Linked DNA regions of Mus musculus: regions 1, 3 and 4 are each linked to region 2. Evidence: chromatin contacts called from public HiChIP or PLAC-seq and promoter capture Hi-C data. All regions are on one chromosome and are shown on one strand. Each heading gives the region's core, a stretch centred on a gene start, on an enhancer-like site or on the middle of the called end of the contact. The rest is flanking DNA. Distances are from core to core; before and after follow the strand shown. Region 1 has its middle 33 kb from the start of Gm36737. Region 2 holds the start of Ebf3 (early B cell factor 3). Region 3 has its middle 43 kb from the start of Gm51502. Region 4 has its middle 13 kb from the start of Gm51502.

Region 1 (6,189 bases), core at 1,749-4,248, 1.1 Mb before region 2:
TTTGCTGCTCACTTGTGTCGACTGAAGACTGAGAATTATCACCCTTACAAATTCCAGACCAGAGGCAGGCTGGGAAGGTAGGGGTGTCATGGCTGAGGAGGCTGGGCTACTCAGGGGGCCCTGCTTCTGCTTACCCCTGGCTGCCTACTCCCTGCTTCTATGATCTTTCCTACAGACTTTTCTACTGAGGTCTATCCCTACCCAACTGTCTTCTTCCATCTCTCACTGAAGTCACATGTGGGAGGACAGTGAACCTTTCTCCAAGCTGTTTGAAAACCATTAATTCCATGCAAAGTTCTGCATGTCTTCTATGTGCAGACGTTAGACAGAAAACCTGTCTGCGTCTTAGAAAGCCCTTATTACCTAACAGAGAGCACATCCAAGGGTGTTTACAAAGGACCAAGATCAATAGATCAAAAAATATGTCTGCGTGAAAGGGAGTTAAGTTAACTTCTGCCCCCATCCCATCTCTGGGGCAACAAACCACTTCCTCTCCATCTTCCCCAGCTCAGGACAGTCTGGTTCTACAGTGAGCTTTGTTTGCTTGCTTTTGTTCTGTTTTAGCAGGAATCGCATACACACAAGCACGCACAAGAAAACAAATAATTTTCATACTTGTGCTGATACAGTGCAAGACAGAGAGAAGAAAACATGAATGTAATCCAGTGGAAATGGGAAAACCAGGCCACTTTGTGGCCATCGAGGATCCTTGGGGACGATAGTCAGCTGTCCAGGCTTCACCGTCCTGTGACTGGGGAGAGGGGACTTGTGCTGGTCCAGGTGCCATGTGTCTGTGTCGCTTTTCCTGCCCATGGTCTATTGGTCTTGCTTGCTTGTACTGGACCTTGTCTTTCAGTGGCTCTCAGGAAGCTGGGGCCCATCACACACACTTGGCAGGCACTCTGAGCTTTTCTACCTCTGCTTGTGTGGCTGCAGATGCTCTGCAACTTCTTCTGGCTGGAATCTCTCAGAATATACAGTACTCAGGGAAGACAAGAGAATGGACTAAGCACCAATATGGCCAGCCTGTGATACTTAAAGGCTGAGCATTTCTGTTCTGCCATGGACCTTTCTGTCATCGGGACAATCATATTCACCATCCAAGTTTTACCAGACCATGGAACAACTCAATGGTTTGACAAGCTCCTTGTCTTGTGTCGTGATACTCTGTCTGCTATCTTTCTTGGGTATGGACTCCAGCTAACATCCCAGCATTGTGAAGCATTCCCAAACTGCTCTCAGAATCCCCCTGCAGTGTGCATTTTGTTTGTTTGTTTGTTTGTTTGTTTGTTTGAACTCAATCCTTAGTTGGTTTTGTATGTGACTCACTTGGTACATAGTGTGAGGGCACAAACCAACACTATTCATATGGCCTACTTGTCCTCTTAAAGTCAATGTCAGGCCACGAGCGCTGGGAAGCATTCACTTGGGCCTTCAACTTCAGACTGGGTATCATGAAAAGGCAATCCCTGTTTCTTGGGCAGCATCCAAAGACTCTGAACAGTCCGACTCTGGGCTAGGGCTCAGAAAGGGAGTGAAAGAGATAAAGTAAGGCAATGAGGGGAGAGAGCCGCCAAGAGCAGCGCTCAAGTGACAGCTCTGGAGTGCATCTTCTCAGGCTGACAGAGTGGAGGGGACGGCAGTGGCCACTTCTGCTCTCGGAGTTTGGCTTAGGGAAACACCCATCAAAGGTGCAGTTCTGGCAACAGACGCCTTGACCTCCCTCTCTTTATTGCCAGCTAATAACAAAGTGCAAGCCAAGAAGCAAATTCATTGCAAATTGTATAAAAGTTTCAGGGCCAGAATGAAGCTGTTAAAAACCACATCTGTAAAAATGGTGTAATTATTATGGGTGGGTAAAAATCTGGCAAGAGTTATTTTCTTAAATAAGGCGTAAAAGGGAACAGATGTGGTGTAACTGACTCCCCCCCCCCCCCAGCTTCACAAAGTCTATGAAAAGAGAAAAATGGATCTGATTTATCAGATTATCTTATTTATTTCAGTACAGCAGCCAGGAGGCCAGGAAAAAAAAATCCTGTTGTCTGTTCTCAGTCCTTTATAAAAAGAAGAGTCGACGGGAACTGGGCGAGACACTTCCAGGCGATGCAGGCATGGCTGCCAATGAGCGAGGAGCATGTGTGGGGAACAGCAGGAAAAGTCAGAATCAAGGCTCAGAGAAGATGCAATGACAGGAGGGGAGGTGGCCATGACATCTAAGTAGAAAATCACAGGCACAAAGGAACATGGCAGTTTGGGATCAAGCTGGAATGTGAAAAATGACCAAAGACAAAGACAGGCACTTTAAGTCTGGAAGTCATTACCTCCTCGTGAAGACAGCAGAATTCCACGTTGCTTGGTCAGTGTCTGCAAGGGCCATCCAGGGAGGCTTTTGGTGGGATTTGCTTCTCCACCCCCCCATCTCTCTCTCTCTCTCTCTCTCTCTCTCTCTCTCTCTCTCTCTCTCTCTCTCTCTCTCTCTGAGCTTAGCAACATAAATTTGTTGTCATTGATGTATTAAATACAATGGACACATGTTGGCAGGGAGGATGCAGGCAGAGCCTGGAAGGTATTAAAGGGACAGCCTATGAAATAATCGCCTAAATGGGCCCACTGCAGGATCTTAATACCCCGTGACAACATTCAATTGTCAAATTCTGCCAGAGTGTCCTACATGCTACAACAATTAAGCCAGAAATTCTTAGGTTTATTTTAGTGCCCCCCTCCCCAAATTCCCCGTTAAGAACAGGAAATGCCAGCGAGCTGTGAGACTCTAAAGCAAGAACTCAGAACTTGGAAGAAAAAGGGATGGCCTAGCATTTTATGAGACTTCTGCCATTAACTCTGTAATGAATGTCTTTCACCTCCCCTCGATAAAGAGGCAATGTGGGTTTTAATTGGACTTTTGGCTTTTCTTCATTTGATTTAAACCAAGGTAGAGTTTCAAACAATAACACCGAACACCTGGTTAACACATTAGATGGTATGGTGCAGTTGTAAATTGTGGTTTTAATAGTAGGTCTCTGGGGAATTTCAAAGGCCCTCATTGTTCTGTTTGGTAGATATTAGAGGGGGAAAAAAAGAACAATTTTGGGCTATAAGAGCCACACACATGACTTTGGTCCAAGTCAGCTTATGAAATTTGATCATTCGACCCTAGCGGGAGCCAGTTTTTGACTGAGACTCAGAATCACACACTTGCTGGTTCCATATTTCTAGGGCAACAGGGCCAGTGTCATGTCTAAGCATGAAGGTGAATTCTGTGTGTGTTCACATACACCAACAAATGCATGATCTTCCTGTGTGTTGGTGTGTGCAGGGGTGCGGGAGCCTTAGAGTAGCAGTTCTCTTTCTTCCCTTTCTTAAAACAAAACAAATGAGGCTCTTTGGGCTGGCGGAGTCTTATTCCCGCTACTTGTGGGTTTTCTTTTCCAGCAGCCCCTTTCCACATCAGCAGGGGGCTGGCCCTGCCTGGAAGCCTGAGGGGGTCCCCTCATATTTTAAAGTGACACTTTCCCAAATGCCTGAATGACTTTTGCCCTTCCCTTCCAGCTGTGGCTCCACCCCTGCCTTTGCTTCCTAATTCTCCTGGGCACATACTGAAAACAAAGCCGAAGGTCTTATTGCTTCCCTCTGACTGGAACCATGAACTTGGTGGAAATTGCCAACAGAGATGCCTTTGGAGTCATTGCTCTGCATAGCCTTCCTCCTGCCCACTTGGCCTCACCTACAGGGCTCCTCCCATACTCCGAATACAAGACCAATAGAAGTCACTCTGGAGGACCTTGAGGGGGACCTTGCTGCCTACAGTCCAGGATATCCCAAAGAGGAAAGGGAGAAGAAAGAAAGAATGGTCATTAGGGAAGAAACAGCATAGAGGCCATCTCTTTGAAACCTGTTAATTTAGGACAAGGGATTGAGAACTCAAGTCTAGCAGGGGCAGGCTGAGAAGCCCTTTCTCTGCTTTGCTCTGCTCACCATGCTGTGGCAAGACTGCAGAGAGACTTCCCATTGCCCTATGCTGTTCTCGGGCTTTCCTGCTACTGCAAACATGAAACCAAGGGCCATGTTCTAAGCAGCAGGTGCCAGCTGATCCAGGAGGTGATGAGAGATCTCTGAATGCCAACTGCAGCCATTTACCATGCATTTTATGCCCTGATCCTGGGCCTAGAGCTTCATTCACAGGAGACATGCTTCCCTGCACACAGTAGGCACTGTGCCTCACACACAGTGAGTGCTTATTAGTCATTCCCAGTGAATGTGCATGCCTTCCAGCAGGCTCAGTGCCTTGCACACAGTAAAGGGCTATTCCTCATATCCACAGCGGGCACTCCTTCCTCATACTCGGAAGCATATGTCCCATCCACAGTAGGCATGCTACCTTGCACACATAGGTTCCTGCTGCCTCCAATACAGTAGTGCCTAAGGCTTGCCAAGGGGATGTCTGAGAGTGCTGCTGCTGCCAGTGGGGCCTGGGTTGTGGTCTTTCTGTTTCACAGGAGAACCGGACTTAGGCTTATAGGGACAGTCATCAGGTTCTGCCGAATCCTGAGGAGAGACACAGAGCTCGGTAGTAGAGGCTTGTCTAGTATGTGTGAGGTCATCCAGGAGGTCACCACCTCCTGGATCAGCTGGCACCTGAATGCTTTGCTCACGAGAACCTTCATTCCCTGGTTGTTGGATACTTTTCTTTCTTTTCAGAAACAGGAAATTCAGAAATGTCTCCAGAAGGAATATTTGGAGCTTAGAACATGGCCCTTGGTTTCATGTTTGCAGTAGCAGGAAAGCTCGGTAGTAGAGGCTTGTCTAGTATGTGTGAGGTCATACTAAACCAAAACCAAAACCCAATAACAAACAAACAAACCAACCAAGAGGAAACCCTTTTGACCTAGGGAAGTGCTTCTTATGTTTTCCTAGTCCTAAAACAAGAGCTGTAACCACGCCGTCGCCAGGGCTAGGAAAAGATTCTGCAGGGTTTGAATCTGATCATACCCAGATACAGTATCTCCCATTTCAAGGGCTCAATAGACCTAGGCTGCTGGCCACTCGTACTCAGTGGCTATCCCTTGCCTTGGGCGCAATCAGTGTCAGCAGGCAGGAGGCAGCAGCAACCCCACTGGCATTCATTTATGGGCAGATGGAGTTCTCAGGGCCACTCACTAAACTGGCCACCTGATCATCTTCTAGGTTCTGTAGGCTTCTCATCACAGGGCTCCCTCAGTCTGGAGTTGTTTCTTCCCAGCTACCCAGTGGTCCTGGATACTGTGAACTCTCTTCTGGGGTTACTCCCATTTCTCTCCATAATGTTGAACATCTGGCCACTTGGGGACAGTCTATCCTGAACACCTGCTGATGTATAGTTTCCATCTAGCCATTGGTGCAATGTGAATATTGGTCCTACTGCTAGTGCTAGGCACTCAGGCTCAGGGATGGCTTCAGCCCAAGCTTTGTAGGATGAGTGATGATCTGGGCAGTTAGGACCAAAGCATGGGGTGGGAGTATGTTTAAGAGACCAGCCAGTAGCTCAGCTTCAACAATACAAAACTCCATGGGACTCAGACGCGGGGGAAACCAGAAAGGAAGGGTGTTGCAGGATGGGGTAAGTGACCTAGGCATAGTGACCTTATTTGGTAGGCAGTGGCTGAGCCAAGGCTAGTTTAGGAACTATATCATTCTGTGAAATTTATGGCTAGGAAGAGCCTTGTAGTATCTCCTTCTAGAGGCCCATGTGACCATAATGCCCTTGGCTGGGTCAGTGGCATCCCAGGCTGAGGGTGGGTGGCAGATAGCCAAGTGTACTGTGGGAACTGAGCACCTATCTGCTATGGAACCTCCAGACAGGCCCAGTAATGCTGCACAGGCCAACAGGGACTGTAATGCTGCACAGGGAAGTAATCCTGCCTTCCCTGGCTTCTGACAGGAAGGACTTGGGAGAAGCAATCCCTGCTTTATCTCAGAAAAGGACAAAACACTGTACTCAGAATCCAAGGAGTAGCGTGCGTGTCTTCTAGAAGTGAGGTTTCCAGAAGTTTCCTTCAAAGGTCCACAGGGTAGTTACCGCTGCCAGGGTCAAGTTTGAGTCTCAGCTACCATCTTCAGCCAGTTTCTTGTTACCATCTTGCCAACACCTCTCAACCTTAGCTGAGGCAGCCAGGGCACTAACATTACTAGTCTCTGTTTTTGTTGTGTTAT
Region 2 (6,425 bases), core at 2,510-5,009:
CCTTGGCGACACCAGTACTTCTGAAAGAATGGCTTGTCCTCCGATGATCCCCGTATTTATATTTGATTTATTTTTTATTTTGTAGCACAAACAGAAATCCATAAACTGTCGGTTCAGCGCCATTGACTCTTTGATCAGTTACTGGGCTATTTCTTTAGTCCCCCCCCCTCCATCCCCGTCAGTGAGGAGATTAAATGCCTTTATTTTCTGCACCGTGTAGACTGCAAAGGTACTAGGCTAAATGAACAATAAAAGTGTACTTTAAAAGAAGCCTCTTGCTTCTCCCGTACATGAGGAACAGAAACTTAGCAGCGCCTGCAAAAAAAAAAAAAAAAAACCTCCTAATTAGACTACGGCGATTCTCAAAACCTTTTTGCCCGACATACAAAGGAAATAAAAGCCGCCTGACAAAAACAGCAGCCGAGTTCCAGAGCTTCTGTGAATCGGTGCAAGGCTGGCAAAAGGGCACACCACAGTCTGTGTCAGAAAAACACGTTTACCTGCCAGATCTTTGCTCCAGGAGAAAAACCACACAGCTCTGCGGCTGCAGACATTAAAACCTCATGTTCTGGCTGCCTAGGTAAGGACAAACTTTTTCAGAGAAATAAAAATGTGCAAATTGTGCTCAGAGAATAGGAGGCGTGTGTGCCGGGCTGCAGGAAGCTCTTTCCCACTTGGTTCATAATACCGAAAGTTATGAACCAAAAATGAAGAGACTACTTTCATTTCTAGTGTGACCCTGTATATCCTCCATTCTAAAACAATCAGTGCAGGGTGTGCTTAATTTAGGAATTCTATATGCATACACCCAACACTCTATTTTTAAGAACGTGGAAACAATGTCCTTAAAAACAGTAACACATCACCCAGTACAACATTAGCAGCCAGAGACTGGACACCCTCAAAAAGCAATGAGGCATCTTTCTGCAGTTAATCACATTACTGATAGCCAATAGTTATCATCCGAAAAGTTGACCAAGACAGGTTAAATAATTTAATAAGGAACTGCTTGTAATTATGTTATTTACAAGGTATGACAGAGGGTGAGAGAGAGAGCAGAGCAGTGGATGGGTTTGAGTGACCCCTGGAGCTCAGACTTTGAATTATGGAGATGGGGGGCTGAGAGGTGAAGACGGACTAGAGGGGAACAAGGTGACTTCTCACCCCAGCACATTTAACTTTTAAATCCAAATACATGGCTCGTGTTACCAGACCATGGCACTAGAAAGGAGGAGGGGAACTAACTAAGCCAGCCTAACTCGATGAGCTTTGGGACAGTCAGTTGTCTTTGTTGAGGGGAGGGGTCAGAAACCCCATGAAATGGTTTTCAAGCAGAGAAAGAAACGTTTAAAAATAAACAAGGGGGGGATCTTGGAATTTTTCTGTCAAATATTAATTACCGTAATTAATTAAGACAGAGTTTGATTCCAATCGCAAGTCATTTAATAAAGCATATATGTCCTGTTTTAATGACGGCATAAACTATTTGTAGCAACCGGTCCATTTATTCCAATAAATATGGAATTCTCATTAGCATGTCAAGGAAGCGAAATGAAAAACAAATACAGGAGATCCATTTGTCAGTCTGCTCTCTCAGCCCCAGGACAACCTCAGCTCAGCAGAAAGGAAAACACAACGAGTAGAGAGGCAGAAACTTTCTCACCTGTTTGGTCATTGAATCTATGAGGCGGACATACAGATCTTGCTCTGTTCTGACGCCTGTGAGGGGAAAAAAGCAGACAAACTCTCAACAAGCTTTTAGCCTGAACCTCAGGAGGGACGCCCGGGCCTGGGCGAGCCAGTGCCTGGGACCACTTTAAGGCAATCCCTACAATATTGGGAGGGAAACAGAAAACCCCAGTCGCTTCTCACTGTTTTCTTTTCTTAATTAAAAGTCTTGGGACTCTTGCGGTTCCCATATGAAGGTGTAAGAAGTCTGCCTAGCAGTGAGCAGGCCAAGAGTGCAGCTCTGGGCCCATATGGTCATTTATTTTTCAAAAAGAGAGTGCACCTATAGAAACAGAGTCCAAACTCCTTTCTACTCTCGAAGGTCCTTTCCTTTCTAAACCGTGCACAGGCAGTAAGTTATGCTCGGCTTATGCAGCTACCCTCATCCCAATAATTAACATTAATTTGCAAAACTGAAAAAAGTCCCTTAAAAGTGCTGTTCTGCAGGCGCCCTTATCGATCCTCCTTTTACTTTCTACTTCAAGCCCCACCGGTTAATCATGTGAAGTGCCATCGACTTATCGATCGTTTATGTTTTGTTTTCCTTCTATGCCATGAGAAGATTTCGTGTTTACACCCATGTCATTTTAATCTCAAAATCTTTATGTCCTGAAACCATCGAGGGAAGGGAGAGCCAGCGCTCAGGGCGAAAGGGCAGTCAGCAAGCAGTGGTACTCACCATTGCTGTACAGTAGCTGCAGCTTGTAGTGAATGCCGTTGTTGGTTTTCTCGTTGTTCGGCTCCTGAAAGCAACGATAAATAATTGCATTTAGCGTGGCCGCGTCTGGCGCGGTCACCGCGCTCGGTCCCCCTCCAGGACCGAGGCCCCTCGGCCTCACACGCTGCAGGCAGGATTCCTGGCTCGCAGCTACGCGGTGATGTCACTTTTCCTGCCGCAAGCCCAGCGTTCCCCCTCGCCCCCAGTGAGTCCGAGGGCACAGAGAAGTTGTTCGGCCCTTGGCGGGGCCTGTGCGACCGCACGTGGCGGCGGGGTCGCCCGGCGGAGCGCTCCCGCCACCGAGGGGGGCACTCGGACCCCATGCGCGGGCACCAACTGCCCCCTACTCCTGGAGAGGGAGGGTGCGATCGCCGGTGTACACTTACTTTCTCTTTCTCCACAAAGTCCACAAAAGCGGTCCTTTCGATCTCCACCGGCTGCCCCTGCCTGTCGTAGAGCGCCAGCACGAAGTGGAAGAAATTGGATTTCCGGAGGTTGGAAGGAGGCTGCTTCTCGAAGTGCGCCCGCGCCAGCCCCACGCCGCTGCAGGAGGAAAGGGACAGCGGCCCGGTGAGCAGCGCGGCGCTGGCCGGAGGAGGGGGCCGGGCCGGGCCGGGGCCAAGGCGCGCGGGGGCGGCCGGTACGTACCTCTGGGCGGCCGTGTTGGCGTCCACCACGCCTGCCGTGTGCATCCACGAGCGCACCGGGTTCATGCCGCTGCCCAGCGGCTCCTCCTTCATGGTCGTCCCCCCGCGCGGAATATTCTCCTGAATCCCAAACATGAACACTGCTGGCGGCGGCCGCGACTCCCGGCCGAAAGCGCGTCCGCGGTCGGCGGCGCTCGGGGCTCGGCGGCAGGAGGCTGCCCTGGCCGCCCTGGCCCTGCTCGGCGCCTGCGGTGCGGCCCGCCGCCGGCTTCAGCCCGTCCCGGGCAGGCGCCGCATACACCGGCGGCCGGGCGCTGCGGACGGCCGGGGACGCGGGCGGGCTGCACCGGTGGCGACGCGACGCTTCGGAGGAGCAGGGCGCGGTGGACGCGGTGGCCGCGGCGGCGCTTGTTGTTGTTGTTGTTTGCAGGCGCGCTCAACGTGGTGTCATCCTAGCCAGGCGGCGTCCGCGGCTGCAGGACACTGCGGGATCGCCCGCTTCTGGCGCGGCCCGCCTGCTCCAAAGACAAATAAACGGGGCAGTGAGTGCCGCGGCGCAGTCCCGGGCGCAGGCGGGGCGCGGCGGGGCCTGGAGCGGCGCGCGCAGCGGACGGAGGCGCACAAAACTCAGCCCTCTCTCCCCGAGGAATGGACCCTTTCCCGGGAGCCAAAACTCGAAGCCCCCGGGAGCGGCGCTGTCAGAGGGTGACGTCGGGGGGCGGCGCCTGCGCCATATATGGGAGCGGCCGCCCCTCGCCGCGCCCCTCGCCGCCGCCGCCGCCGCGCTCGCCGACTGACTGCCTGACGGCGCCGCGAGCCGGCCCGAGCCCCGCGAGCCCAGCGAGCCCCGCCGCCTCCGAGCGCCACCGAGCGCCACCACCGCCCCCGGCCACGCGCCACGGCTCCACAAGCCCAGCCGCGGCCGAGGAAGTTACCACCCGCTCAAATAAATCTCGCAAAGAAGCGAGCGCAGCCAGTGCATAAGTGCTGCTTGGCCCGTTATACCTGCCCACAAGACCTGCCACACAGTCAAAACACCGTGGGTCGGAGGAGGAGCGCCCCAAGTCGCCCACACGCATGCAATAAATACCAGGGCAGCACTGGCTCTGGGGTGTCCCAAAGAGAACAGCAGGAAGAGGCTGGAAAGGCGCGCGGGAGGAGATTCCAGGAGAGGGAGGGACAACAAGGGGCTGGGAGAAGAGGGTACCTAATGCCCCTTCTAGGGATCCACACTCCCTGCCGCCACCAGGGCAAGAGGCGCAGCTCAGTCTGATTTCTAGGCAGACCTAAGGCTGCTGAAGGGCCAGTGTGCCCACATCTGAGCCCCGCTGGGTGTCCCATGCTTTCTACCCCGGCAAAGCCTGCTGAATACAGGGCCGGGGTCCACGTCGGAGACAGGTTCCTCCAGATGCCCCCTCTCCCTCCGGTGGCCACAGGAGTTTCGGGTCCCTGGCCTGTTCTTGGGTGCGGCAGTGACAAAGAAGGCTGGGCCCTCTCTGGGCCGACGGAAAGAGCGCTCAGCCTCTCCGGCGACCCGGAGCTGGTGTCCAGCCTGTTACATGGTCCGTGCGGTGGCCAGATCTCCCCACCTCCAACCGCCTGAAAAGCAGAGCAGACACTGCGGGCGCCAGGGACCCTGCCCTCTGCGCCTCCCAGCCTGGGTGAGCGCGCGCCCTGCGGCTTCCCGACCTGGTTTCGAGGAACCGGGAGGGCAGCTGGGAGCCGGCAGCGCGTGGGCTCGGAGGCCCAGCTCGGGAGGCCCGGATTCGGTTCCCAGGCGCTCGGCCCACCCAAAGGAGATCTGTGCGACGCGCGACAGAGGCCCAAGGGACGACCTGGAGATGTCCCAGGCTCTTTCCTGCCACGAGAAATAAGGCCCTTCTGGTTTTAAAAGAAGAAGAAAAAGAAAAGGTTTCTGGGCGCAAGTGTCGCAGGGCAGCCTCTTCCCGCCGGGCCTGGGGTAGCTCTTCCTTTTTTTGTGAATTGGTGGTGTGTGTGCGTTAATATTTTAATTAATCGGGAAAATCGAAGTCCGATTTACGTTATCTGGGGACCCCCCACACGCTACTTGGAAGGGGTGAGAGAAAAGATGTGCTGGAAAGCAATCTATTTTGCTGGTGTTGGGGGTTAATGACTATTGCCAAAGATAAGTGAATTATCAAAGCTGTTGCGCCAGTCCCATCTCAAAATCCATTACGGGGCCGGCCGTCTAATTAAATACGTAAGTATAATAAAATCATATTTTATGACTATTTGAGGGTAATGAGATTAGTCTTTAGAAGCGATCGCCACATATTAAAAATGCCACTGTCTATAGAATGTTAATAACCTTAAATCAAAGTGTATGGAAACTCCTCACGATAAATTAAAAGAAAATTTCTGTATTCCTAATAAGCCCAGCATTTTCCACTTACATCAGACCCCCCATGCAAGAGGTAACACTTTGCTCCTGGAAAGACAACACAGAATAAAGTTGGCCATGGGTGGAGGGTGAGGTTGAGAGATGCTTTGTCTCTGTGTGTTCCAAAGCTTGGGAGCTCACACTGGGTGAGCGACAGGGCCAGCGTCAATGACAGAATATGCTAAATGCCTTTTTAGGCAGAGATGAAGTTGGGAAAGGGGTACAATGCTCGCTTTGTAGCACACTTCCTAAAATGTCCAGCCTGGGCTGGAGGTGCCCGTCCTTGCGCTAAGGCAAGTGTCATGCTTAAAATCATTTACAGTATCTTTAATTCAGATTACACGCGCCAAGGCGATTTAAATCTGATTACCAAATTAGAAGGTTTAAAAGCAAATCCTTCTAAATCTGATACTGTTGACTAAAGAGGGGGAGAAAAAGTTCCATAAGCCCATCACATAAGGTAACGATCCTGCCCCAGAAAGAAAGGGGGTTTTAAACCTTTTTGACAACAAATGCAGCTGCCCCGCTATTTTGGACGATATTAAGCGAAAATGAATGCAAATCTGTGTTCGGCAGCCATCTGGCCCGAAATGGGGGAATCAGCTGTCTCACAACAGGCTCGGGGGCTGAATCCATTTCAGCTCATTTTCTACATCATCTGGTCGCGCACCCAAAGCGTGGAAAATACGGTCTTTATCATTCACCAACTTTATCTTTTTTGTCACTCTACGGCTGGCTCTGAGCTGTGAGCACAAGGTCTAGCCGTCCAGGAAGGGTCTCCACCCTAGCCTGCTGCAGAGGAGCCTGGGTGGGCAGCCCCCACCCCATGCCACCCTCAGATTTTCGATTTGATAGGCAGCGAGGGACAGAGCACCTAGGCCAGAGGGTGGGGGAGGGGCTGCGGATCAAAATCCCTAGAGCCTTCCAAGAG
Region 3 (6,744 bases), core at 26-2,525, 1.3 Mb before region 2:
GACTTGGCCATCACCCCAGTACACTGATGCACATGAAGAGCATGAGGCTGAGTGGCTGTGTTGTCTTGGAACTGGAATTAGGATACTAGCAAGGCCTAGTTTCCTGTTCTGCTATGATATTTCTGGAGAAAAAATGCCCAGGGCTCTTTTCCACCATATAATTTTCATTTCTGTTTGGCTTTCCCATCCCATAAAGAAAGAGCTTAGAATAATAAAGGTAACCTGTGTGTTTAAAATCCCAAATCCTTCATCTGAGTTCTCTAACTTGTCTAGATACTTGAATGAGAAGGATGGAGGCCAGGAGCCTGGCTGGGAGTGGCTGGGTCTCCTGTCACACAGTCTCCACCCCACATAATTAACCAGGTACTAGCAAACATCCCAGATGTCTTCCTTTTTGGCCTGTTGCCTGCCAACCCTATCTCTCCAAAGAGGTCTCTTAGACCAGCACAGTCTGAGGAGAAAAGGAAGAAGACATTGGCAACTCCCATGGGGCTGTTGCTCACTTCCTTTATATCTCACCAGGGCTGTTTGGTCAGCTCATCCTTCTTGGAAGATGGGGCTTTCTAGTATAAATTGAAGCTTGCTTTGACTGTTCCCAAGTAACTCTACTCTAGAGTACAGAGGGCTGAAGACCTCTGCCCTGTGTTCTGTCCCCACTGTACTCACTTGTTGACACAGCAGTGGGCTGAAGAAACAGGACTTCAGAGGGCTCTGGCCACACATAGTCAGCTTCCTGCCGAAGCCCTCCGTGATTGGTATAATTCTCCCGGGTGTTCCTGTATGTGGTGGATGCTAAGCCCTGTCTTCCCACTCACTCTAGCATCCCAGCGGGTCCCAGGCACCTTCCAGCCCACGGCTACATGTGTGGGGATGAATGTCCTTGGTGTTGAGGGTGCAGTGTGGTGTGAAAGGCCAGCATTAATCGCCAAATTAGAGTCCAGCAAACCTGGGCAGGTGAGAGGAAGTCTCGGAGCTTGATCAAAAACAGATTTCAGTTTCAGCTCTAAATAATGGGCTGCAGGGAGGCACGTCTGTAAATTATACAGGAAGCCTTCTTCAACAACTGATTCACCCTGACAGTTTTACTGGAGTGTATGAAAATGAGCATTAAAGATGTGATCTGTAGGCTTCCTTCCAGGAATTCCAATCTGGTTTCAATAAAATGGGAACACTGATTGGAAGTGAAGCTGCCTTCCGGTTTTGCCTTTGGCTATTTCGTGCTCACTCGTGAAACGACTGAATTCCACAACTACTTTTAATATTCACTTTTGAGTTCATCTCCCGCACTGGGCACATTGGAATGATTAAAATAGCCCTGCTCCCCACACCGGGTGCACTCTAATTTACAACAGTCCAGGTGCCGAAGACAAATGAGTCCTCCTGCTAAGTCCATTCTCCCTTTGCATGAAGTTGCTTTGCAGCACATCGAGGGCAGAATATTAATAGTAAAAAAAATTAAATAATATAATGCTGCTTGAGTAGATGCCTGGGGGAAAAGATTAAAGTTTGGTGCGAGGCAGAACTTGTGTGTTATGTGTTACTGCTCTGGTTGCGTCTCTCTCCCGCCTTTTCTGTTTCAATGTTGTGCTCGAGACTGCAGCAGTAACTGGGCAGGGACCTGAACTCCCCAAGGCTGCCTTCCTCTTGGTCAGCTGTGTGCTTGGAACTGGCCTTTCCCAGCAAGGGGTGAGACTGTATGGAGCCACCTGCAGCTGGTCTTCCCTACCACAGGCTCTGTTCTTAAGAGAACGTAAGAGAATTGAGGAGTGTGAAGACAGAAGGTAACCGACCAGTTCTTCTGGCATAATCCCATCAAAGCCCACTCATATTCTCTGCTAGCCATTGGGCTCATGGATCACAGGTCCCTCTTCATCCAGCTTCCTTAAGCTCTATTTGTGAGGAAAGGTGAAGGAGCAGCTTGTCTAGGTAGAGGGCAGAAGGAATGAATTGTTTTGCTTCCATTTTTTTTTTCACCAGAATACTTCCAGCTGGGAGAGGCCAAGAGGAAAAACCAGTGCTGGTATGTCTCACACTACCTCCCCATTCATTTATTCCTCCAAAGCAGCTATTATGGGATTTTTGAGTGGGCAAAAATTGGACCCAAACCCTTGGGGTGCTGGGCACCACTGGGAACCATGAATTCATTTAAAAATGTTTTTGTGGAGTTGCAAATGTTGGACTGTTTTATATGCAAAAATTCACATTTAATTTCCCCCGATCTTTTAAAAATCACAAAACCAGTCTTCATGCATTTAATTTAGTACGGAGCTTCATTGTATGTTTTTATTTCCATTTAAGGATGACTCTAAGCCATTTTGGTTTAGGATGCCTAAAGGCTTGGATGCAGTTGAGCCTGCTGAGAATGTTCAAGGTAAATTCTATTTCTTAAGGTGATGGACAAAGGATGCTAAATTAAAGACATTTTTCTTTCCCTTGCTTACCAGTTGCCAATTCTTTAAAAAAAATAATTCATTGACTAATGAATTAGTTAGAGAGGGTATTTTGTAGCCCAGGCTGGCCTCAAACTATGTGTTTGAAGATGGCCTTGAGCTTCTAATCCCCCTGTCTCCACCTCTTGAGTACTAGGATTACAGTTATGCACCACTATGCCTGGTTTATGAAGTTCTGGGCAAGCACTGTATCAGGTGAGCTACATCCCGGAATTCTTGAGCTACGTATGAGAGAATAAGTTCCCTGTTATAGAAAGTCACCAATATGGTAGCTACTTAGAAGGAGTGGTTGCCTCATTTATAGCCACCATTCCACGAGTTTGACATCCCTAATGTGGATTGCGATGGCTTTGCTAAGCATCCTTACATCCAGTTCTGTAGCCGTCAGTGGCATGTGGCTGTATACGCTAAAATCAACGGAAATAACAAACCCCACCTCCTGTGCTCACCAGACAGAGTGTAGCTTCCAATCAAGCGACTCCACAAAAGGACATTTCCATCACTTGAGAAAGTTCTTGCAGGCATGAGCAGCTTGGAGGTTTTATCAGGATGCTAGAAATTATCAAGAAGAAGATGCTGCCTCACTTCAGGCTGGAGTTAATTGAAACACCGTGGCGTGAGAATGGACCCACGAGCCACTGACAACCTTAGACGAGAGTGGAAATTTCCCATGTGGGAGCAAAGACTAACTCCAACCCAGAGTATTTTGAAGATGAGCTTGGCTAACGATGGTTCTGCCAACACATCTGTGACTGATAGGAGCAGAATTGAATTCTGAACACTTGCAATATCCAGGGTACTCCAGTACACAAGCCACTGACACTGAGAGCGCAGGAAAAATGTCTCTTATTTCCTGAAATGTGATTTCTTTTTTTCTAACCTGATAACTCCTAGCTGTTTCCTCCTAAGTGTGCCCGTGTACTTCACTGAGAGAGGCACCCGCCTGTTGGGTCTGAGTACCCTGTGTGGGAATGGGCGGAGCACCCCAGGGAGCTCACACATTCTGTCTCTGTGCTCTGCATGGATAGATATTTATTTCTGGTCATCTGCATTTGTTCAAGTTGTGAAACCTTTACCGACAAATTGTGTTTTAGACACAGAACCAACGAAGAGCCCCAAGTTCCTGCTTCCCAATTCCCTGCCTGTCCCAAAGGCCAGCAGGATTGAACAGGGGAAAAAGAGCCAAGTATGATTCAGATTGGTACCTCAAGTCTCCAAGGATCCTTCTTTGCTCTTCACCTTCCTAAAATAAGTTCCTCAGAGCTTAGGTTCTTTGCAGAGGCCCCTTAGCCATCGAAGCACTTCCATCCCAGCTGAACCAGGAGAGCAACAGAGGCCATGTGTATCATACTATTGGATGTACCATTAAGGGTCTGTGACAGGGACCCTTGGGGAAGATTCAGGAGCCCAAGGATGCTCTGCTGACCAGTGTTTTGTTAGATACTCATCACTGAGGACCTGTCACATTCCCGGAAGTGTGCTTGCCTCAGCTATACTTTTGTCACTGACAATTACTACAGGAAGCCTTGATACTGTAGCACCATACCCAATATAGAATCCAGGCAGTGGAGACTGAGGGGTTAAATCAGTTCTCAGTGTACATGTTAAGGGTCATTCTGTATCTTGGGTATTCTGTATTTTTTTTTTTTGGCTAATATCCTCTTATTAGTGAGTACATACCATGCATGTCCTTTTGGGTCTGAGTTACCTCACTCAGGATGATATTTTCTAGTTCCATCCATTTGCCTGAAAAACTCAGGATGTCCTCATTATTAGTAGCTGAGTAGTATTCCATTGTGTAAATGAACCACATTTTCTGTATCCATTCTTCTGTCTTGGGACATCTGGGTTGTACCCAGCTTCTGGCCATCACAAACAAGGCCACTATGAACATAGTGGGACATGTGCCCCTGTGGCATGGTGGGACTTCTTTTGGGTATATTCCCAAGAGTGGTGTTGCTGGTTGATACAGTCCACAGGACTCAAAAAGGTCAAAAGCTGTAGGGCCCAAGGAAGGACATCTCAGTCCCACTTGGGATGGAGAAGAAAGCAATCACAAGTAGGGAGGGAGGGAGGGACTTGGGAGAAAAGAGGACAGGAGCAGGGGGAGGGAAACCTGATCTGGTATTGGGTGAGGGAAAAGGATGAAGCTATGAGGGCTAGCAGGAAAAAATGGAAACAGGAAACCTCGAGAAGTAGGAGGTTGGGGGGACCCTCCAGAATACACCAGAAACCTGGGAGATGAGAGGCTCTCAGGACTCAAAGGGAGGGATCTAAGATGAAATGCCTGACAGTACGGAGAGGGAACTTATAGAATCCACCTCCATTAGGAAGACAGGGCATCAAGTGAGGGTTGCAAACTCTGAGCCATATTTGTCCCTGTCTGAAAGAACTGCAGGGATGAAAATGGAGAGGAGCCTGAGGAAAAGAGAGTCCAGGGGCAGGCCCAAAGTGGGATCCAGCTCAAGGGCAGGTCCCAAGGCCTGACACTGAGGCTATGGAGAGCTCAAAAGACAGACCTATCATGACTGTCCTCTGAAAGACCCAACAAGCAGCTGAAAGAATCAGATGCAGATATTTGCACCCAACCAATGGACAGAAGCTGCTGACCCCTATGGTTGAATTAGAGGAAAACTGGGAGAAGCAGAGGAGAAGGGTGACCCTGTAGGGAGGGGGACCAGCAGTCTCAACCTGGATCCCCGAGATCTCTCAGACACTGAATCACCAACCAGGCAGCATACAGCAGTTGACATGAGGCCTCCAACACATATACAGCAGAGGGTTGCCGGGTCTGGGTTCAGTCAGAGAAGATGCACCTAACCCTCAAGAGACTGGAGGCTCCAGAGAGTTTAGAGGTCTGGTTGGATGGGGGTGGGTGGGAAGTGGGGATATCCTCGTGGAGACAGGGAATGGGGAGGAGTTATGGGATGCAGAACAGTTGGAGGGTGGACGGGGGAATAAAATTTGAGGTGTAAAAAATAAAAATAAAAAAATAATTAAACAACAACAAGAGTTATTCTGAATAGACATGACTCAAAGTCTCACCAAGGCCAAAGCAGAACACCACAGTGAGAGCCATCTTGAAGGGCAATCCCTGCCTAAGGAGCCAGTAACTGGGGCCAGGATAATGTTTTAGATATAGGATAAGTTGTGGAGGCCAAACAGGGCTGTGACCACAAGATGCCAGTGCAGTTGTGCTGTGTGATCTTAGAAATCAGAGCATTCAATCTGTGTTCCATCCTTGCATGTTAGGAGGGATGCTTCAAGATAGTCTCCAGACAGAATTTTGGATCCTCCTGCTGAATATCTTCTACAGAGGAGTCACCTCTAGCAGGGAGACATGTCTTAGCTAAAGGTACCTAGAGCCAGAAACAAAGTATAGGTCTCCTGTCGTTACCACTAACTAAGAGCTCACTGGACCAAAGCCAGGACCAAAATACTGCTTGTTTTTGTTGGCAGTGAGTAACTTAATGCTGGCTGGCGTCCTCCTAGGAGTTATACCTGCCAGAAAGGATGTTCTGGCCCCTGCAGGTGGACTTTTCAGCAAAGTGGCTGCATGTCCCAGTACCCTATTTGTGCAAGCACCCACGCCTGATATGCAAGAGACTCTGAGCTAGATGGCTATGAGAGTGGTCTGTGAGAGCTCTCATCTCTTCAAAAAAAAAAAAAAAAACCACAAAAAACCCAAAAACCTCCTTCTCCTGCCTTCTCAAGGCACTCTGGCTGCTTCCTGGCGATGCCAACACAGAGAGAACAAGATAGGTATAAGGCTATGGCTGCTGGGGCTTCCACACAGTGGTCTTGGTGCCTTATAGCAGTTGGCTCTCTAGACATCTTGGTATGGAAATTGCATCCAGGGGGTTGACAGTATCTTCCCCCAACTCTTCTTCCCTAGTAAACACTGCTAACTACCAACTCATAAAACATATCAGCTGGGTTTATTACTTTGAACCGTCTTTCCAATTATGCTGTAAAATAAAGGCAGATGCCATTTTAAGATCTTATTATTGTCAAGGGCCGGCTTCTCCAGCAGCACCTGCTTAGCGGCAGCCTGCTTGTTTACGGCTCCTTTTTTTTATAGGTGACAGTTTAAGGTGGCGCTTCTCCGGTTACAGAGAGTTCCTCCTAGAGCTGCAGAAGTGGCACACGCAGTGGGTGGGCTCCAGCTTCTGTGGCGGCACCAGGCAGGGTCGTGGGTTCACCTGGGCTTTCCGTTGACAGCCTCGCCACGCACGTCAGGCTCTGCCAAATGCTCTGCCATTAATTTATGATTTAAAGTAATTAACTTTTGCTG
Region 4 (6,291 bases), core at 191-2,690, 1.3 Mb before region 2:
GGATGATCAGGATTTCAAGGTCACCCTTGGTTACATAGCTCACGAGTTCAAGGTCAGACTGAGCTACAACGAGATTTTGTCTCAAAAGACCAAAACTAACCACAAACTGAAGATGGGGCAGCTACAGTCAAGCATGCAGAGTGGAGGTAACTTCAGGACCATGGATGTCAGTTATGGGCCAAGAGGAGGGGTGTTCTCTTGATGAGGACTGGGCCCTTAGCTTGGCAGGATTGGTCTGAAAGGACAGTTGCATCCATGACACTCCCTAGAAGCTGGAAAGAAGACCTGTCCAGCTGCCTCTTATCAAATGCAGACCCTTTAGAGTGGAATCCTACTAAAGATGGACCCTTTAGCTTTTCTTTTCATAGATAAAGAAAGGGATAAGAATATTTCTTACTTCACAGAGTTGAACTCCAAGTGCCCTTCAAGTGTGTGGGCCACATAGTCTGTGCTGATCTTGGGAAGAAAGGCATCTGAAACACTTCCAGCATCGTTTCTGAGGGGATGAGGGTTCCTGTCTACTCTGACCCATTGTTTTCTTTCAGCATCTCTGATTCATGGATCCCATGCTAACTAGAGACTTGGTGGATGTACTCATTGAAGATGAAGTCTTTAAGTCAAAACTGGAAGACATGATATGGTTATAAAGCACTGGACTTCACTTCATCCCAAGAGTTCTAGATCAGCTTCCGAAGTTTGAGAACGCCAGGCCTTCTTTTATTTGTGACCACCTTCCCTTCCCAATTGTTTGGCCCATGGGGATTTAGCCCCAGCTCCAGATGCAGAAACAGGACTGCTTTTGAAATGGAGTATCTAGCTCTATGGCCGTGTAACAACTGAAGCTTCATTGTCAACCCTTGATTACATATATCCCTACTGGCCTCTAAAGATATGACTTGGCTGTGGTCTGAAACTCATTTTAGAATGACATCCTTCATGGAGTTGTACTGTGTAGTGAGGCCTTGAAGAAGGATAAATGTCATCCAAGAACCCAGATCCATTCTAACAGCAACGAGTTTGCCCTCCAAAGAGCTTACTGTTCTAAAGAAGCTGAGCTCCTCTGCTTCCTCCTCGTTTTTCACACGGGCCCACTGTACTATCGATGTGGAAAGACACTCTGACCAAGGTAAAGAAAGCATTTAACTAGGGGCTTGCTTACAGGCTCAGATGTTTAGTCCATTATCATCCTGGCAAAGGCATGGCACGAACAAGTTGTCAATCATGGCACTAGGGCAGCCACTGAGAATTACATCCTGATCTGCAGGCAGAGAGAAAGAAGACCCTGGGCCTACTGTGGGATTTTTTTGAAACCTCAAAGTCCACCCCAGTGAAATGCTCCCTCCAACAAGGCCACACCTCCCAATCCTCAAACCACTCCCTGATGAGTAAGCATTCAAATAGGAGAAGCAATAGGATAATTCTTATTCAAACAACTATGCCCACCTACTTCTTCTGTACCTTTGTGCTGTGACCTGAGCAGTTGAGGCTCTCTGCAGAAGCTATGCAGCCGGACCACACCCCACATTGAGCTCTGGAACTATGAGCTGAATGAACGACGTTTCTTTAAAAAAAAATCTAATCTCAAATATTCCGAATGAACAACGGAGAACGATCCCACATGCTGGACAGAAGGGAGGCTGTATGTCTATAGACACCCCCTTTAGAGCAGAAAGACTTTTAAGTGAAGAAAAACCCCAATTCTCTGAACTGGCCCAGAGGCTAAAAGCCCTTTCCCTTTTCTCTCAGCTCCAGTCCTAACTTAGATAACAGGGAGTCTCAACTAGTGGCTGCTGTCTGATACCCCAGATTTGTAATTATATACACATATTCCTTTGCTTTCTGCTCCTTGTTGTGTTCTTAGCTTAGTATGATACCCCAACCTAAGCTTCACGAAATTCATAGGAAGGTTCTACTGGGATCACCTTCTGTTCCTTAGCTATTTCCATCAGATTGGAATGTTCTATCCTGAAGTGGGACTCCCAATACTCAGGAAGTAAACAAAACAAGGCTCTAGAACCTTCCAAAATTTGCAAGACTGATAAGGCCCCTCCCAAGGGCTTATGCAAACAGCAACTGGCCCATCTGACTGCAAGTTGAACAGGAAGCACCAGGAAAGCAGCTTTCTTGAGTTGCCACTCAGGTGGACTTCTCTATGACATCATCTGCCCAGAAGTGACAAGGGCTAGACCCATCACTTCCTCAAATTTGAATCTGACTGACTTCTCTATTATTTTATTATATTTCTCACGTCTTTAGATTTTGGATTTTAGATGGTAGTGGCCTAACAGATAACATAAGGAATGAAAATAACTGTGTTTTTTATTTTTAAAAAAATTACCAGGATCAGGCTGTGGTGGCACACATCTCTAATCACAGTACCCCAAACTGGTCTACATCCGAGTTCCAGGACAGCCAGAACTATGTTGAGAGACCCCATCACAACAGAACAAAACAAAACCTCCCCAAACCCCAAATAAACAAACAAGCGAACAACAACAAAAGCTCCCAAGAGATTAGAATTTGTTAGCACTCAAAAACTTCACTAGAGGTGTCCAGAGAGGCCCAATAGCTTCATATCCCTTCCTCTGAACTTTGCCAGCCATGTAAAATGTGTATTTGCAAATATTAGGAAAGTGGCAGATTGTCATGTTTTGTGAGCCACTGTCCCAGTTAATTGAGACAACTAAAGACCACGTAGGGAGAAGCTGAGGGTGTCACCCAAGAAATCAGACTCCCCAGGCTGGCATATCGTGAGCAGTCTGGGCGAGATGTGGGAAAGAAGAGCCAAATGTGTCCCATGTTCCTCGTGCCAATTGATTAACAGAGCGGCGTCAATGTGGTCTCCGAGGACAGGCCCGCAGGGCTTACCCTCCTGGCTGCAAGCAAATGCTGCCTGCCCTTCTTGCTGGTGGTAGAGGCAGGGCTGAAGAAAGGGCTATGGATGCAGGACAGTCCCTGTGAAGTCCTACCAGTCTCACATCGGAAGTCATGGTGCTGCCAGCATAGGCAGAACAGCGTGACAGAAAAATCTAAATGTATTTCAATGGAGATGTTTTTGAACCACACAGTGAATTTTACCTAAATTAAATAAGTATTTATTTGATCAGAATCCTGAAGGACATATAACACAGCTAGTATATTCTCGAAGTTTCTAAACAATAATGGATGGCCTCAAACTCCAGTGCTGAGAGAATGTCCCTAGAGTTTTCACAGGTGAAACACAGTCATTTTTCCTTCTCAAAATCAAAACCTGAGAACCTTAGGTTGCTTATATACCTGTCCTCAGCCATGTGACTCCCTGTAGTCTGAGATCCCAACAACTCAAAAAAAAAAATCATTGTCTGAGGTCTACAATGTAACCCAACATCAAAATTATGGGAATTTGAGAAAATAAGAAGGTGTGTTTGAAATGGAACTGTGGGTTTTTTCTTAGATCCTCAACCAGGGAAGAACTCTGAAGCTCAAGCCAGACTAGCTCACTTTAGGGAGGGAGGGAGGGACCCTCCAAGGACGGGTGGAGATGGCCAGGCTCACTCTGCCTGGCTTTATTAACTCATCGGTAATTAGCCCATAGCTCCGATACAATTTAGCTCCCGCCATATGGGCTAATATCGAGCAGAACGGTACCCCCCATGCAGGTGACAGTCTGTCACATTGAAGGCAGATTAGCATAAAACAAACAACAACACACCCCTTAATGACAGTGGTGCCATTTGCAACACCAGAGTTGCGGTTGTCTCAGCACTTCCATTAGAAACTCTTATTTTCAAAGACTTTATAAATTAGTCATTTAAAAAATCACTCTGGGCTGAAATAAAAAACCAACCAATCAGATCCTAGCCAGCAAGGTTTATGTTCAATGACACTCGGAAAAGTTAAAAAAAAATGGCAAATTCCCAACTTTTAGTTGCACATTCTTTCTCTGTTGGAGTTGGTGAATCAAATACTGAGTTTGCTTTTTGGAGAACAGAGATAAATATAGAAAAATGTCATCTTCTAGGGTGAGGCTCCTTTAGTGTTGGAGAGTTGTGCCACAAGGGTTTGGACTTCAAATTTACACTGTGGGTACTCCCCAGGGCTCATGTGCTGGGGTTTCTTCCCTCACTTGAGTAGGTAAGATTTGGAATCTTCAAGATCCCAGTTCCAATGGGAGGCTGTTCTAATCTCATTTCTTTTGCTGTAATAAAATGCTCCCTCCCCCAATAGCAAGCAACTTAGACAAAAAAAAGGGGGGGTTTATTTGACTTATAATTCAAGTTACAGTCTACCACAGAGGGAAAGTCAAGGCAGGCACTCAAACAGTCATTCATACTGTTTTCAACACCAAGAGTTGAGAGAAATAAATATCTCCATGCTACCTGCTTGTTCATGCTCAGCTTTCTTCATTCTTATAAAGCTGAGGGCCCTCTGCTAAGGGAATGGTAGTGCCCAAACAAAGCCGAGTCAATTAACAATGAAGATAACAGGAGCCTCCCTCGCCCTGTCCCCCACCACCCCATAGACATACTTATAGGTCATCATGATCTACATAATTCCTCAATTGAGATTCTATTTCCAAATGACTCTAGGTTATAAAAGTTGACATTTTAAACTAACCAGCAAAATGGTTGGTTGGGGTGTGTCCTGGGAAGAGACCATGAGCTTCCAGCCAGTATGTTTTCCTATTTGGCTGTGTAACCCATGCTCTTTCATGAATTCTCACAACTGGGATGTCATCCAGTGTGAGAGAAGAACTTAACCTGAACTGAGATGCTACTGGTATAAGTGATGTCCTTAATCCTGTAGAACTGTGAGTCACACAAATCTCTTTCCTTTTCAAAGTCGCCCAAGCTCAGATATTCCATTATAACAACAGAAAATGTACCAATACTTCAAGCTAGTGTCAGATAGAAGTACAGTGATGAAAGATAGTTGTTTCTGATGATCAGAGCTTACTTGAGGGAGGAAGACTCTGTGTTTTACCTGGGAAGAATGGTCACTGAGTTGGGGAGTCTTGCTCAAACTTCATCGGTTTTCTGTATTACACTTCTCTGAAGGCAAACCACAATTAGGGGCCTGACATTATAGCATTTAATCATTCAGAAACTGATACTGTAAAAAGTTGACATTTCTATTAGATCCTTGGAGAACTGCTCACCGGGTGACTAGACCTTGCTGGGCCTGGTTTGGGGTTAGTTCTGATGGCCACAGTGCCTCTGATTCCTGCTCTAACTATGGTTATGAGATAATAGCTCAACTAGCCAAAGGCCACATTCAGTATCTGACCCTGTTCTCGACAAAGAAACATAGTGGGATTTGAGGGCTGGAAAATTCCTGCCAGGCTCAGTGGATGAAGTATGAGAAGACACTAGAGAAAGGTCCCATCTCTGATGGAAGGAAACTCCTAAGTGTGGTGAGTCAACCAGGAAAACCTTGGGTCCCTTCTTAAGGATAGCCCCTTGGGCTCTGCTGATGCCAGTCACCCACAAGTTTTGGATTCAAACTCATGAATCCTTGTAGGTCTTATTACTTGTGCTGACACATCCAGCGTCCCCAGTGAGGCACTAGGCCTAGGTTGGTAAGGAGGTCTTTCATTAGGGATGGGAGCCTCCTTGCTCTGCCTAGGGACGTGTGTCTTGCATGTTTAATAATGTTCAAGTCATGACACAACCCTGAAAGAGGAAATGGCATTTCTTTATTAAAACTGCTTTATTAAGTCTGGTTTTTTTTTCAGCAGAGAGAGAGAGAGAGAGAGAGAGAGAGAGAGAGAGAGAGAGAGAGAGAGAGAGAGAGAGATCCTTCTACTGCAGAGAGCCCAGCCCTAGTTTTACAGACTCTTCTTTTGAAAGGTGCCTCTGCTGCTTTGCATCATTGGGATGAAACAAATTGTGTTACGCAGACTGGAGCTAAATTGTCCTACCTCTCATTGGCCGTTTATGTGACTCCGTGGCTTTCGAATGGTGGGATGGGGGAGGATGCCAAATGTCCTGCCATTTCATACCCAGCAGCAGACAGAGCTTTCTGCAAAATGCCACCCCCAGAGCATCTGTTGTTATTAAGATGATCAAATGTTGAATGGGACTTCAATTTTGTGTTTCCCATCTCTTATCGGGCAAGAATAATATGCAGTCTGTGGACAAAAGGAATGTGCAAAGGCCATTGTGCCAATGGCTGCATTTTTGTGTTCTTGTTTATTGCAGATTGTAAAATAAACTTTGGCCTTTTTTTAATACGTGTTATAAAAATGCTCTGTGAATAGGGAGAATGTCACCCACTAAATCCAGTTAACATCATCAGAATTAAAAATGCAAC

The links. Promoter capture Hi-C pulls out the DNA fragments that hold promoters and counts their contacts. HiChIP or PLAC-seq counts read pairs in DNA pulled down with a chosen protein or histone mark.
Region 1: a contact with region 2 is called in an H3K4me3 HiChIP or PLAC-seq map of embryonic limb bud, with 12 times the contacts expected there. The contact joins the enhancer-like site here to the promoter of Ebf3 in region 2. A contact is called at or near these places in 7 of 39 promoter capture datasets (cranial neural crest, frontonasal cranial neural crest, hippocampal neurons and 3 more), 5 of 484 Hi-C or Micro-C datasets (nephron progenitors, olfactory sensory neurons and uterus), 9 of 115 datasets of contacts at active chromatin or transcription factors (craniofacial prominence, embryonic brain, embryonic forebrain and 6 more) and 1 of 9 other capture datasets (embryonic stem cells).
Region 3: a contact with region 2 is called in a promoter capture Hi-C map of second pharyngeal arch cranial neural crest. The contact joins the enhancer-like site here to the promoter of Ebf3 in region 2. A contact is called at or near these places in 6 of 39 promoter capture datasets (the 3T3-L1 cell line, cranial neural crest, frontonasal cranial neural crest and 3 more), 1 of 15 datasets of contacts at CTCF or cohesin (large pre-B cells), 4 of 484 Hi-C or Micro-C datasets (B cells, the HL-1 cell line, cerebellum and 1 more) and 5 of 115 datasets of contacts at active chromatin or transcription factors (craniofacial prominence, embryonic hindbrain, embryonic limb bud and 2 more).
Region 4: a contact with region 2 is called in a promoter capture Hi-C map of embryonic stem cells, with 5 times the contacts expected there. The contact joins the enhancer-like site here to the promoter of Ebf3 in region 2. A contact is called at or near these places in 11 of 39 promoter capture datasets (the 3T3-L1 cell line, cranial neural crest, embryonic stem cells and 6 more), 3 of 484 Hi-C or Micro-C datasets (cerebral cortex, neural progenitor cells and stem cell-derived neural progenitor cells), 9 of 115 datasets of contacts at active chromatin or transcription factors (differentiating embryonic stem cells, embryonic forebrain, embryonic hindbrain and 4 more) and 1 of 9 other capture datasets (embryonic stem cells).

What each region holds. Positions count from the first base shown.
Region 1 is chr7:136,211,158-136,217,346 of GRCm38.p6, forward strand. No RefSeq gene overlaps it. Among named protein-coding and RNA genes, the nearest start is that of Gm36737, 33 kb to the left of the region's middle. Within about 2 kb of position 2,999, at least 20 of the 459 cell types and tissues checked have an H3K27ac peak or open chromatin away from gene starts, as enhancers often do. A contact at or near this core is called in embryonic limb bud and nephron progenitors, where this site is marked.
Region 2 is chr7:137,310,686-137,317,110 of GRCm38.p6, forward strand. Ebf3 (early B cell factor 3) reads right to left here and starts at 3,760. Exons shown (of 16, transcript NM_001113414.1): 1 at 3,095-3,760; 2 at 2,833-2,989; 3 at 2,408-2,471; 4 at 1,664-1,719. The coding sequence starts at 3,228.
Region 3 is chr7:136,001,391-136,008,134 of GRCm38.p6, forward strand. No RefSeq gene overlaps it. Among named protein-coding and RNA genes, the nearest start is that of Gm51502, 43 kb to the right of the region's middle. Within about 2 kb of position 1,276, at least 12 of the 459 cell types and tissues checked have an H3K27ac peak or open chromatin away from gene starts, as enhancers often do. A contact at or near this core is called in craniofacial prominence, embryonic limb bud and second pharyngeal arch cranial neural crest, where this site is marked.
Region 4 is chr7:136,032,326-136,038,616 of GRCm38.p6, forward strand. No RefSeq gene overlaps it. Among named protein-coding and RNA genes, the nearest start is that of Gm51502, 13 kb to the right of the region's middle. Within about 2 kb of position 1,441, at least 6 of the 459 cell types and tissues checked have an H3K27ac peak or open chromatin away from gene starts, as enhancers often do. A contact at or near this core is called in embryonic stem cells, where this site is marked.